2 separate regions of the Sus scrofa genome follow, and region 2 is linked to region 1. Evidence: chromatin contacts called from public Hi-C data. All regions are on one chromosome and are shown on one strand. The core of a region is the stretch at or near the end of the contact, and the rest is flanking DNA. Distances in the headings are between cores, read along the strand shown.

The links. A called contact is a pair of places that touch in the nucleus more often than the background predicts.
Region 2: a Hi-C map of alveolar macrophages shows a contact between it and region 1, with 1.7 times the contacts expected there. The contact joins the promoter of ARHGAP45 here to the promoter of TMEM259 in region 1. A contact is called at or near these places in 2 of 5 promoter capture datasets (fetal liver and liver), 13 of 47 Hi-C or Micro-C datasets (alveolar macrophages, blood, embryonic fibroblasts and 4 more) and 2 of 2 datasets of contacts at active chromatin or transcription factors (alveolar macrophages and skeletal muscle).

What each region holds. Positions count from the first base shown.
Region 1 is chr2:77,390,022-77,396,435 of Sscrofa11.1, forward strand. It overlaps TMEM259 (membralin), which reads left to right and starts at 3,556. Exons shown (of 11, transcript XM_003353958.4): 1 at 3,556-4,002. The coding sequence starts at 3,781.
Region 2 is chr2:77,353,094-77,359,138 of Sscrofa11.1, forward strand. ARHGAP45 (minor histocompatibility protein HA-1) reads right to left here and starts at 2,801. Exons shown (of 23, transcript XM_003353961.4): 1 at 2,420-2,801; 2 at 1,201-1,531. The coding sequence starts at 2,509. ABCA7 (ATP-binding cassette sub-family A member 7) reads right to left here. Exons shown (of 47, transcript XM_013994807.2): 43 at 5,789-5,923; 44 at 5,606-5,709; 45 at 5,190-5,282; 46 at 4,474-4,714; 47 at 4,068-4,372. The coding sequence ends at 4,229.

The sequences.
Region 1 (6,414 bases), core at 2,306-4,805:
ACCCTGGGGCATAATCTCCATGATGCCGGAGGGGGGCCTGTGGTTGCAGGAAAGCCAGGAGCCTCAACCTTGAGAGCTGGGCTATGGGGGCAGGGCACCAGGGGCCATAGGTACAGTGAGGGCTCCTTCCTGGCAGCCACCTTCTTGGCAATTTCGGCTGTCCCTACCATTTCAGGGCTCTGAGTGGGACCCCAAAGGTATCCTGCAGGCTGAATCTTGCAATGAAAACAAACCAATAATAGGGAGTTCCCATCATGGTTCAGTGGTTAACGAATCTGACTAGGAACCATGAGGTTGCAGGTTCAATACCTGGCCTCGCTCAGTGAGTTGGGGATCTGGTGTTGCTGTGAGCTGTGGTGTAAGTCACAGGCTCGGCTTGGATCCTGAGTTGCTGTGGCTGTGGCATAAGCCCAGAGCTGTAGCTCCAATTGGACCCCAGCTTGCGAACCTCCATATGCTGCAGGTACAGCCCTAAAAAGTAAAAAAAAACAAAAAACAAAAAACAATAATAGTAACAGTAACAATGATGTGAGAGTTCTCTTATGGCTCAGATGTTTTCTCTTGTTTTGTTTTTTTGCTTTTCAGGGCTGCACCCTCAGCATATGGAGGTTCCCAGGCTAGGGGGTCGAATCGAAGCTACAGCTGCTGGCGTATGCCACAGGCATAGCCACGCCAGATCTGAGCTGGGTCTTCAACCTGTACACACAGGTCATGGCAATGCTGGATCCTTAACCTGCTGAGCGGGGCGCTCACAAAACAGGAACAGACTCACAGAAAACAAATTTATGAAACAAACAAATTTATGGTTACCGAAAGGGGAAAGATAGCAGGGGAGGGATAAATTAGGAGTTTGGGGTTAACATATACACACTCCTATATATAAGATAGATAACCGGAGTTCCCATTGTCGCTCAGTGGGTTAAGAAACTGACTGGTATCCATGAGGTTGTGTGTTCAATCCCTGGCCTGACTTAGTGAGTTAAGATTCTGGCATTGCCGCAAGCTGTGGTATGGGTCAAAGATGTAACTCAGATCTGGCGTGGCTGTGGCGTAGGCCAGCAGCTGCACCTCCGATTCAACCCCTAGCCCGGGAACCTCCATATGCCGTGGGTGCAGCCCTAAAAAAATAAAGTAAATAAAATAAGGTAACGTAAAATAGATAACCAACAAGGACCTACTGTATAGCACAGGGAACACTAGCCAATATTCTGTAATCATCTATATAGAAGAAGAATCTGAAAAAAGAATGGACATGTGCATGTGTATAACCGAACTGCCTTGCTATACACTGGAAATTAACGTAAAAATCAACTCTATGCCGATATAAAATAAAAAGTAAAATAAAATAAGATTCTTATAAAATGAAATTGGCTTTAGTTTATGTATATATGTAGCAACAATGAAACCTCAAGCCTGTTAACTCAGGCCAGGTATCAATCCCCTTATTCACAATTCGACATTCTTGCCGCCCCATTGCCCTTCCACAAAGGTGTCCTCCAGGCTCCACCTCCCCTTTACTGACTCTGCTCCCAAAGCCTGGTGCTTCTCCTGGTTCTGCCTCCAATGATCAGCCCTAGTCCTGCCTTGGGCCCTTTCCCTAGCGGTCGGTACCCACTGCCTGAAACTCTTCCCACCTGGCTTGTTCACTGTTCACCTTCCAGCACCTTCGCAGTGAGCCCCAGCCCAGGGTCCCCACCTCAAGCCGCCCACACACCTCAGACAGGTAACAGTGACACCCACGGCATCCTCTGCAATCTAGCTCGTCTAAATTCCCCAGCTATCCCCAGAAGGGGCTGTCCCCAGAAGGGTGGGCCTGGGGTCTGGTCCTTCTCTGTGTCTTTGGTGTAGATTTAGATCTGTCCCCTGCAGTGTTCCTTTTTTTGTAAGAATAACCTTCACTTACTCTCCTGGGCCGTGTGTTGCCAGATTGTGGGAGTGAGCTTTAGGCCTTGCTGCTTGCCACAAAAACCTATTTCAATATAAATTACATCAATGAAAATAAAGTTGAAAGTTCTAGGAGTTCAGGGAGTTCCGGTGCTGCTCAGCATGGGTTGGGGAATCCCTCATTGCTGTGGCTGTGGCGTATGCCGGCACCTGCAGCTCAGATTTGATCCCTAGCCAAAGGCCCTGAAAAAAAAAAAAAAAAAAAAAAAAAAAAGGATATCGACCGGTCCCTCTACTGGGAAGAACGAGTTTTAGCTCTCCTTTTGCAATTAACAAGTGATCTGGGGGTGATCCATAAGAGTATCAAGCATGTGCACTGATTGAGTGCCTACTGATATGCCAGGGCGCACTATGAAACTGAAAGTCTTCACTCCAGGGAGTGGGATTAAACTGGCAGGTAGGTTTGGAAGGTTCCCTCAGGTAGGTTCCAAGACACAGCTGAAAAGTCTCCCCCTCCCCCGCCCCCACCCCCAGTGCAATTCAGAAGAGACCCCCTCCCAGGGCCTGGTTTTTCTCAGAAGCCCTGTCTGTGCCTTTCACGGTGGGGTGCTCACCATTGGGAACCAGACCAGACATCCACCTCAAGAGGTCCGCCTGTCTCCTGCTGGTCCCTGGGCCCTGTGAGGGCAGAATCCAGCCTGCACTGGCCACCGCTGTGTCCCCAGCACCAGCGCAGGCCCTGGGGTACTGTAAGCCACTTCCCTGAAACGTCTGAGCAGGCTTTGGGAGTCCTTCCCCAGGGCCGACACTCAGGATGCCTGAGCCCCTGGTCTCCAGCTCCATCTGCCCTTCCGTGCTTCCTGAGAAAGCCCACCCATACCTTGCTTTGGAACCTGGCATACAGTAGGTGCTCAACGAATGTTGGGACTGATTACTTCCTTGGTTACCAGGAGGAGCCAAGGCGTTTCAAAGATGAATGAAGGAGCGAGAATTTGGTCCAGACGTGTCCACCCAGGCTTGGCACCAGGCGGCAGCCAGGAGGAGGGGATGGTTGAGGCTCTAAGAATGCTTACCTCGGTTTCAGAGTCTTTTTCAGGGACCAGGTACACATCACTTGGGCCAGGGAGCAGAGAGGGACCCACTGAGCAGCCCGGGTCACAGAACAAAAAGCCAAAGCCAAGAGCGCTAGTGGGCAAGATCTGGATTGTGAAAAAGAAAAAAGCCTTTGCTTCAGCCTCTAGAATGAAAACAGCGCTCAGTAAACGACACAACCTGGGCCACCACTACGAAATGCTGGAAGGTGAGAGCCGGGTAAAGCCCGGAAACACCACACACGCTAATAACGTTACGAAGCACCCTTTCGGAACCACCGAAAGCGAAGAAAACAAAAGCCATACTTCCCGGGACATTATTTAAAGATCCCAATGCGATCACTTTACAGTTAGGGCAACCTAACGTAAGCGCAGCTACAGCATAATTTTCTAGAGCGCCACAAAGAAAACATCTTCACCGGTCACATTTACCTTACGTTTATTTTACCACCTCCAAAATCCTTATATGTTGACTAATTTTATCGCTCGCCTTCCAGCTGCATGGGCAATATGCAAAAGACCTGGGGACTAACGCAGCCCCGCCCCTAGGCGTTCCGAGCCAGGCGTCAGGACGGTGGGCGGGGCCGCCACGGGCCGACCGCCGGTATCCCGGCGTTCCGCGCGAGCGCAAGGAGGCCGCTCTTGCCCGCGCCGCGACTCGCTGGCGTCAGCTGGGGCACGGAGGCGGAAGATGGCGGCTGTAGCCCTACGGCCGTGAGGAGCGCGGCGGCGGCGAGGACTGCCGATGGCAGTCGGGAGGCGTCCTCGGGGACCCGCGGGCCGTTAGGGCGCGACGCTGGGCGGCATGTCGGAGCACGCGGCGCCCGGGGCACAGGGGCCCGGGCCCAACGGTGGCGGCGGCCCGGCCCCCGCGCGCGGGCCTCGCACCCCCAACCTCAATCCCAACCCTCTCATCAACGTGCGCGACCGGCTCTTCCACGCGCTCTTCTTCAAGATGGCTGTCACCTACTCGCGCCTTTTCCCTCCCGCCTTCCGTCGTCTCTTCGAGTTCTTCGTGTTACTCAAGGTGACCGCAGCCCCAACCCTTGACACCGGTAGCCGGACCCTTCCCTCAGATCTGCGACTTTTGATCCCGCCGGGGGGAGCGCGCCCCTCCCACCCGGAGGCATAGACCCGGCCCTACCCGTTGGGACCCTTCCCTTTAAGCCTGCCATTCCCGACCCCCTGCCTAGAAACTTCCAACCGCGAAGGCCCGAGGCTCATCCGGTTAGTGGCTCCTGATCCCGACTCCAGGAACTCACTCCCAGCCTTTTCCAGCCGCACCCCACCCCTGGCCTCGCCCTTCCCCGCGTCCCCCACCTCCGGAGGCTGGAGCCCGGCAGTCCAGCTCCAGGACCTCCTGGCCCTGCCGCCTGGGATTCTCAGCCCCGGATGATCCTTTCCCAATCCTCCGAGTCTGGCCTGGCCCAGCCCAGAACTCCAATCCTGGAGGATTCCAGGTTCCACCGCCAATGCCCCCTTCCCAGGACACACCCCCCTGGCCTCCCACTGCACCGAAAGCTCCTCCCTCTTTTTCTTAGGGCTCTGCTTTGGTCCTTCAGCTTGTTCCCACCCCCATTCTCCCTGCTCTGAACCTCCCGGGGGAATGTGACCTAGCTGAGGTCACATCGCCAGGGCTAGTGACAAAGTCCCAGCCGGTGGCGCTGCTTGTGGCACAGTGAGGGACCTCCTGGGAACCTACTGCCTGTCCTGCCTCTGGTGGCAGAGCTTTCAGCTGGGAGGATAGTTCTGGGAGGACGGGTGTCTGCATGGGTCCTCCAGGAAGGGGTCTCACTCAGAAGGAGCTCACTGGGTGCCAGGGTCCTGGTTGCCATTTCGTTTGGTGTCCTGTAGTTACTGCCAGGCTGGGGTGGGAGTGCTGACATTGGAGTAAGTTTTGGATCCTTCATCTGCAGAAAAGAGGCTGGTGCTGACGGTCAAGGTACATGGAGTGCCAGCCAGGTCAACTTGGTTGGTGTGGTGCAAAGCGAGCTAGTGTGGCTGTCCCACAGACCTGGGTGTGGGTTCCAGCCCCGCCACAGCCTCCAGGGAGACCCTGAAAGCCCCAGGCCTAAAGTGAGACTGACACATGCTCTTTGCCTCACAAGGCTGTGCGGAGCCTGCCTGCCTGCCACCCACCCCCCAGAATGGCAGTCATCCCCTTTCAGAGGCATGGAGTGAGCCTCTGAGGATCCTGAGTTAGGATGTCTCTATCTGGCTCCTGGGACCCAAGAATGGCTTGAATGGAGGGAAACCCATGCATGGAGTGATTTCCTTAGGAAAGGGAGGATGGTTCTCCCCAGAGGAGCCCCTGCCAGGTGTGCCCTGTGTGAGGTGGGCCCCCTCTCCAGAAGTTCAGCCTCCTCTGAGAGCAGGTCCTGTACCGCTTCCTGATTGAGGAGCCAGGCAGGGCAGGGCTTGGGGCAGGTGGGGTGTGTATCCATTCTACGTCCCTGGTCCCCTGCATCTCCTCTCTGGACAGAGTGCAGCCAGAGGGGTTCCTTGCTCCCTGTGAACCTGCCTGGCCCCTGGTGGCTTTGGTGTCCTCCAGTGGAGTCGGGGCAACTGATCTCTGAAGCAGTCTCAAGTACCAGAAAGCTCTGCCTCGTAGCTTCCTGCCTTGTAGCTTCCGGGCTCTTGCTGCAGAGATGAGTTGCAGAGATGAGTTCCCCTGTCGGACTTCCTCACGCTGGCCTCTTCCTGGGGCACCTGTTCTGCTGAGCTCACTGTCGGCAGAGTCAGCCCAGCTCCCTGCTGTACCTCGGGTGCTTCTGGGGACTGGAGTCCAGGGCCTTTGGGGAGCAAGAGGTAGGGTCCAGGCCTGTGTTTGAGGCAGACCCCTGCTGGCCTTGGCTCCCACCTCTGCTGGATCACCCAGTACCAGGCCAGGGGCAGCAGGCCTGAGGTGCCTGAGCCTGTACAGTTGGACTCTGGGCCCTGGGGAGTCTGATCCTGCTGCCACTGAGCGGACACCCACAGGGTCATGGGGCTCTGACCAGGGCACCTTTGCCATTCACTCCCTCTATGCCACCTCTCACCAGTCTCTGGGACCCAGTGATGAGTGGGCTGACCAGGAGGAGAGGGTGACAGAGCAGCAGGGCAGGAGCTGTTAGGGCAGGCATCCTGAGGCTGTGAGGAGGTGGGCGGCAGGAATGGTGTCTGTGAAGGCCTTGGAGCTGGCATGGCGGTGTGGCTAGAGAGGTGGGGCACAGGGTCATGGAGTGCCAGGGGCTGGGGGCTGGCGCACCCAGGGCCAGTGAGGTGGCCAGGAGAGGCCCTGGACAAGACTCCTGAGACCCTAGAATGGAGAAGTGGGCAGGGCTGCTGGGTCCCTGAGTGGGCCCCAGACCCCACCTTGCCTGGGTGGATGGGACTTCCCTGTGGCAGACGATGACTGAAGTTTTGTCTGCTAGCTTGTTCCATAATAGGGAAACTGGCC
Region 2 (6,045 bases), core at 1,551-4,050, 38 kb before region 1:
GGTCTGTGTCCCCACAACAATCCTGATATTCAGAGGACATCTGGTCCTAGTCAGCAACCCTGCGGGGCGCATTGTTGCCCCATTTCACAGATGAAGCTGAGAGAAGGGACAGCTGGCAGGAGGTTCACAGCAACAAAAGCAGCACCGAGCTGGAAGCCCATCCGTTCTGCTCCCTGGGCCTCTTCCCTGCCCAGGGCAACACCAAAGTACAAAGAAGGGTGCCCCAGCTCTGGCTGACCTTCTGCAGGACTCCTGCTGGCTTGGCCCCGCCCAGGCCTGGCCTCCAAGGAAGCGCCAGGATCGGAAAGGAACCGAGATTAGAGTTTCCCCAGGAAACAACTCGCGCCCCACCCGGGACTAGATAACCTGGGGCTGACATACCAGTCCCAGCCGAGGCCTGGCCAGAGCCCCCCATTAGCCCTACGAAGCTGAAGTCTCTCTCTAGGCTGAGGTGACATTGGGACTCTGCTCCCAACTTGGTGGGGTGAGTCAGGGCCCCACAGTGGGCCTCAGTTGCCTCATCTGTAAAATGGGCACCTGGAGGGAGCTGGCCGGAGTGTTTAGCACAGCCCTGGCACTGCGGTTTCCGGGAGGAGGGATCGAGGTGCCCTCCTTGGCTGCCAGGGACAAACAGGAAGCAGATGAAAATAACTCAGCAGGAAGCTGGGCTGTCAGCGGACGCGCGGAGAAAACGGAACTGCCATCCCACAGGCCAATCACTCCTGCAGCTTACGTGCCAGTCCTGCCCCTTGTCCCTCTTGAATCTCTGTCCAGAGATTCAGACCTCAGCCTGCCTCCAGTGCATTTCAGTCCAACATGCAGATCCATCCCTTCTCTATCACCTTCTATGGCTCCCCACCACTGTCAGGACAACATCCAGGGACACTCTGCTTGCCATTCTCAATGCCTTCAGCCTCATAGGCTTCATACACCAGAACTTTGTTCTTCCAAATGCATCTCCATTTGATGTTTCTGAGGACATTCCCTCTGCCTCAATGCCTTTCCTCCCTAATTGCTACCAAACTCCTATACATCCCTTGGAACCCTAGCTGCAGTGGCTTTTTCCATGAAGCCCTCCCTATAACCCCCTTCGGAGCCTCCCCCAGTCCCTCCCTCCACCTGCCTGACCCCACCCGGCTTGGGACATCTGTGTCTGACTTTGCCTTCTACCCAGGCCTCAGTGTGCCTGCAGCTTCTCACCGTCATGCAGAACACACTCCTTCAGCTTCTCAAGGCCCTCGGCAAAGCGGGCCACGTCAGCCAGCAGATGGGAGATGTCCTCCACGGTGTCGGGGCAGGGTCCCTGGTTGGGTACCTCGGCTGGACTGGCCGTGGTCAGTGGGCTGCGGTGGCCACGGCCAAGCGTCCAGGTGCTGGCTCCGGACAATGGGAAGCCAGCCGCACTGGCGTGGCGGCTCAGGCTGGTGGGCCTCTTGAGTGTGCCTGTGGCCTTGGCATTTGAGGCCACACTTGGTGGTTCCAAGCTGGGTCCCAGGGACACTGTATCAGCCCCATCTCTCCTGGTTAGCTCCTGGGAGGGGAAGGGGAGCTGGTACAGCAGGTGTTCCCCCGACCCCAGGCCCTGCCTCAGTTTCCCCAGAGGTGAAGTGGGGCTCTGGAGGGTCTTCAGCCTGACTCCACAGGGGCAAAGGCCACAGGTCAGAGGGCTGAGATTTGGTGTCATGCCCCTCCCACACCTGTTACCCAACATCCTCTTCCCCAGAGCTTTCACAAACAACCGTCTCTGCCCCAAACCACAGCCAGGGGCGGTGCCTGCAGGGGTGCGGGGGAGGGGCACCCCACTTCCTGAGAGGGTAGGGAGGGCTAGGGTCTCCTTAGCTGCCCTCAGGCCAGGTCACTGCAGGCACACAGACTCATTGGTAATGATACCTTGAAGCCTGAACTCTAAAGGTTCAGCAGGCCCCCGAGTCTCACGGACGCCCCCAAAATTTACACCCAGGCCCTGTGCCCATGGGTCTCATCCCACACTCTGCTCCCTATAAACCTTCTGCCCATGGCAGTGCCATGGCTCTCAAATCTAATGGTGCCTGGAGGCCCCCAGTTCTGAGCCCCTACCCTAGAGTCCCAGACCCAATGTGCTCACACCCCTACACCCGCCCGGCACACTCCCGGGACCCCACAACCAGCCCTGGATAGGATGGTGGTGTGGTGGCCTCCCACAGGGCTCCTACCGTGAGCTGAACACTGGGGTCCCGGCCCATCCTGCGTGGCCCCTGCTGTCCAGCCCGATGGGGGCTGTAGCTGGCTCGAGCCCTCTGCTGCTGGCCCAGCATGGCACTGCCTGGCCCTGCCCGGCGGCCTGAGCACAGGGTGACCCCCCCCACCCTGTCCCCCTGCTGTCCAGGGGGCGCTCCAAGGTTCCCTGCCTGCTCCGCGCTCCCAGTGGAGGTTCACTCACCCCCGAGGGCTGTGGGCAGGGGCTTCCCGCCCGGTTCTTTTTTGAGATGGATGGGGTTTTCATGAGCTCTCGCTTCTTCCTGGAGAACATGGTGGGGCCGTGCCCAGCAGCCCCGAAGGGCCCGAGGGCGGCGGGCCGGGGGTCTCAGCGCTGCAGCTCCTGATGTTGGTGGCCTCAGGACCACATTGTCACCGGCCACCCCCTCCCCAGCTGTCAGGCCCACGTGACAGGCCCAGCCCTCATTGGCAGCGCTTCCCCCCACAGGAAAAGGCCTCCGGAGGCGGTGACGCAGACCCGCCCCTAATCCTCTCAGGCCTGGGCCTCAGCCTGCCCCTCCGCACAGTGGGCTTGAAGGTGGGGTCCTGGGCCCCGCCCCTAGCTTCCGCTTTCAGTAGCCCTGCGCGCGCATGTGAGATGAGGTTCCCCTGCCTGGTGCTGGCCCCAGACGAGCCCCAGGCAGGCACACGGCGGCCACTAGAGACGCTGACCTTCACTCGGAAGACCTAAATCACCCAGCAGAGCAGACACGCGTGCACAGTGACACACAGCGACACGGACTTGGTCCTAACACGTGCTCAGAAACCACCAAGCTCCCCAGATGAAACGGATACAGACACACCCGCCCTCCAGTTGCTGTTCCCTCATGGGTGTGCCCACCCTGCGTCCTCTGGAGAGCCCCTGTTGGGCCCAGGGCTGGGCCAGAGTAGGGCAGAGCGGTCACCCCCCTGTGCCCCACCTGCATTGGCCTCAGCCCAGCTCCCCCCAGCCGCATTCTACATCCTGGGCACACGCACTGACCCCTGGCCACCGGACCACTGGCCAGCAGCAGGGCTGATAAAATGCCTCAGGCCACCTCACCGTCTCCTCCCATCCCAGCCATGGCCACTCTCAGAACTGGGGCCAGAGCGGTGGGTACAGTTCCCCACCTCATTCTCCCCTCCCGGCACCCCCCTCCCCTGTGACCATCTCTTCTCTTGAGCCCCCAACTCTGAGCCTTCTCCCCTCTCCTTCCAGAGTCTCATCCACAAATCCCCAAACCCCAGTCCCTCCACCCTTCCCAACACTGGCCCCCACTGACCTCCAGTGGGAGGGGACGATCTCCAGGGCAAAGGGCATGCAGGCCACAGCCCCTCATGCCAAACCTGGCTCTCCAGGCCCAGGTCCATCCACAGACCCAGCCCAGAAGTCCCTTAAGGATCCTCTGACCACCACTCATGGCTCTGAAGGCCAGGATTGGGGGCAACGGCTGGCTGGTGGATGGGCTTCTGGCCTGGCTAGGAGGCCTGAGGTCCAGGCCACCCCTGCCGGGCTCCTCCAGCTGCCCCAGACATTCCTGAGCCCTGACCTCATGCCCACTTCATAACCAGCCACTCACAGGTACCGCCCTCAGGCGCCAGAACCATGTGGCCACTTAGGGGCTTGGGGTCCAGGGTCCAGGCTCTTAAGGGCACACCTGCACTGCACGTGTGACATCCCCAGGCCACCGCAGAGCCCTTCACAGCTAGGAGTTCAGTTGGCTAGGAGCCCCAGGCAGGCACACAGCAGCCACTGCAGAGACACTGACCCTCGCGCATACTTCATACTGCATCTGTGTCCCCACGCCCATGCCTCCACACACTCGGGTGGCAGAAACGTATACAGAGAACCATTTGTGGACAGGCATGCAGCCTGGAGCATGGGCACACGTGCACACTGCTTCACATCAGCTTTTCTTTATTTCCTCCAGGGAGTCTGGGTCCGGTGTCCCACCCCTCTGTCCTGCCTTCTTCACTCCCAGGGCCTCCCACCAGCTCCACAGAGGAGGGAGGCTCAGAGCACGGTCTCAGCCATACTGTGGTTGTCGAAGAACTGGGTGATGAGTTTGGGGCTCTGCGGGCCCGGCACAGGCTCAGTCCCCACTTCTGCCTCCTCCAGGTCCTCCTTCCCTTGATCCTCGGACAAGTACAGGAATACCTAGAGGTAGGTGGCCCAAGGAAGCAGGAGGGGAGGTCAGCAGGAGAGCCTAGCTCCTAGCCCCACCTTTAACCCCAGCCCCGGCCTGGCGCTGCGGTCACCTCCTCCAGCGTGGTCTGGTTCACAGAGAAGTCCTCCACGCCTTGCTTGGCGCTGTGCGCAGCCAGCTCTCCAAAGACGTGCGCCAGGGAGCAGCGCCCTCCCGGCGGTAGCTGGAATCGCAGGTGGCCGCCGTGCGCCTCCCTCAGCTCGGCCCCTGGGAATGCCTCCTCCACGAAGGCCGCCGCCGACTTGGATCTTGACAAGGGCACCCGCAGGGTCAGCGTGTGACCAGTCCCAAATCTGCGGTGGGGTGGGGTGGGGTGGGGTGGGGTGTGACCAGAGCTACTGTCCCAAGGCCCACCCTTCCTTACCACCCACCCACACCACCCTCCAGCTTGCTTCTGGACCCCTATACCTGGCTCCTCTTGAGCAACACCTCTGACCCAAACCCATGATGGTCCTCACCCTGCCTACATGCTCACCCCTACTCTAACCTGGCCTCTCTCAGGCCCCGCCCACTCAAAGCCTGCCCCTGTCCAGCTGTTAGGTCACGCCCACCTGCTCGACCCTCAGGCTTCCTCACAGAGACCCACTTTCATTCAATGGCCTTCACTTCCTCTTTCTTGGTCCAGCCTCAACCCTCTGGGCAGTCCACAATCCTTCTCTCTTCCCCGGGTACAGCCAGGTTGGCCCCGCTTGAATCCTCCTCTGGCCCTACCTACACTCCCACCCTCATCTGCCAGCACCCAGGCCCTTGAGCCCTCCCCCTGCTCACCTGCTTTTAAGGCGCTGTGCGCTGCCCAGACAGCGGAACCGCCCATTCACCATGATGGCCAGGCGCGTGCAGAGCGCCTCACACTCCTCCATGCTGTGGGAGCCCAGCGTCGTGAGCTCTAGCCGGGCCAGGACCAGCGGTGCCTGGCGCTGTGTTGCCCCTGCCAGGGACCCTCACCCTCCAGCTCTGGACCACCCTGTGCTCTGAACATGTCCTGGCCCAGACTGCTGTTCCCGGGGCAGGGTACCACCTCCCTGTGTCGTCCCACTCAGCCCTGGCACCCGCCCCCAAGGCCAGAACCACCCCACCCTGTGCGACCCTGTGCTCTGACAGCCTCTCCCTCGGGCCTGGTCCATCTATCTCCCCAGGTTGTAGCACCTGGACCTGCAGGCCTGGGCATCTGGTTTTTGGCCCACCTGTGCGAGGTGAGCACCACGGAGCGACCCTGCCGAACCACGGCCAGGAGACTATTCCAGAGGAAGCGCCTTGCGCTGGGGTCCATGCCCGTGGTTGGCTCATCCTGGGAGGGGGAGAAGCTTAAGTGCTTAAGCTTAAGCGAGCCCCTCCCCCACCCCCACCCAGGCCCTGTCCCCACGCACCAGAAAGACCACAGCCGGGTCCCCCACCAGAGCCAAGGCTGTCGCCAGCTTCCGCTTGTTGCCACCGCTGTAGGTGCCCGCGGGCTGGTCTGCATACTGAGGGAGGCCCAGGCGGCACAGGCCCAACCTTGCTGTCTATGGCGGGCCAGAGTACAAGGAGCAGAGTGAGCATGGGGGGCCCAAGTGAGAATGAGAAGGAAGCCCAGAGAGAGTGAGGGGAGAGAGTGTGAGCAGGAGTGGGGGGAGTGAGTGGGAGG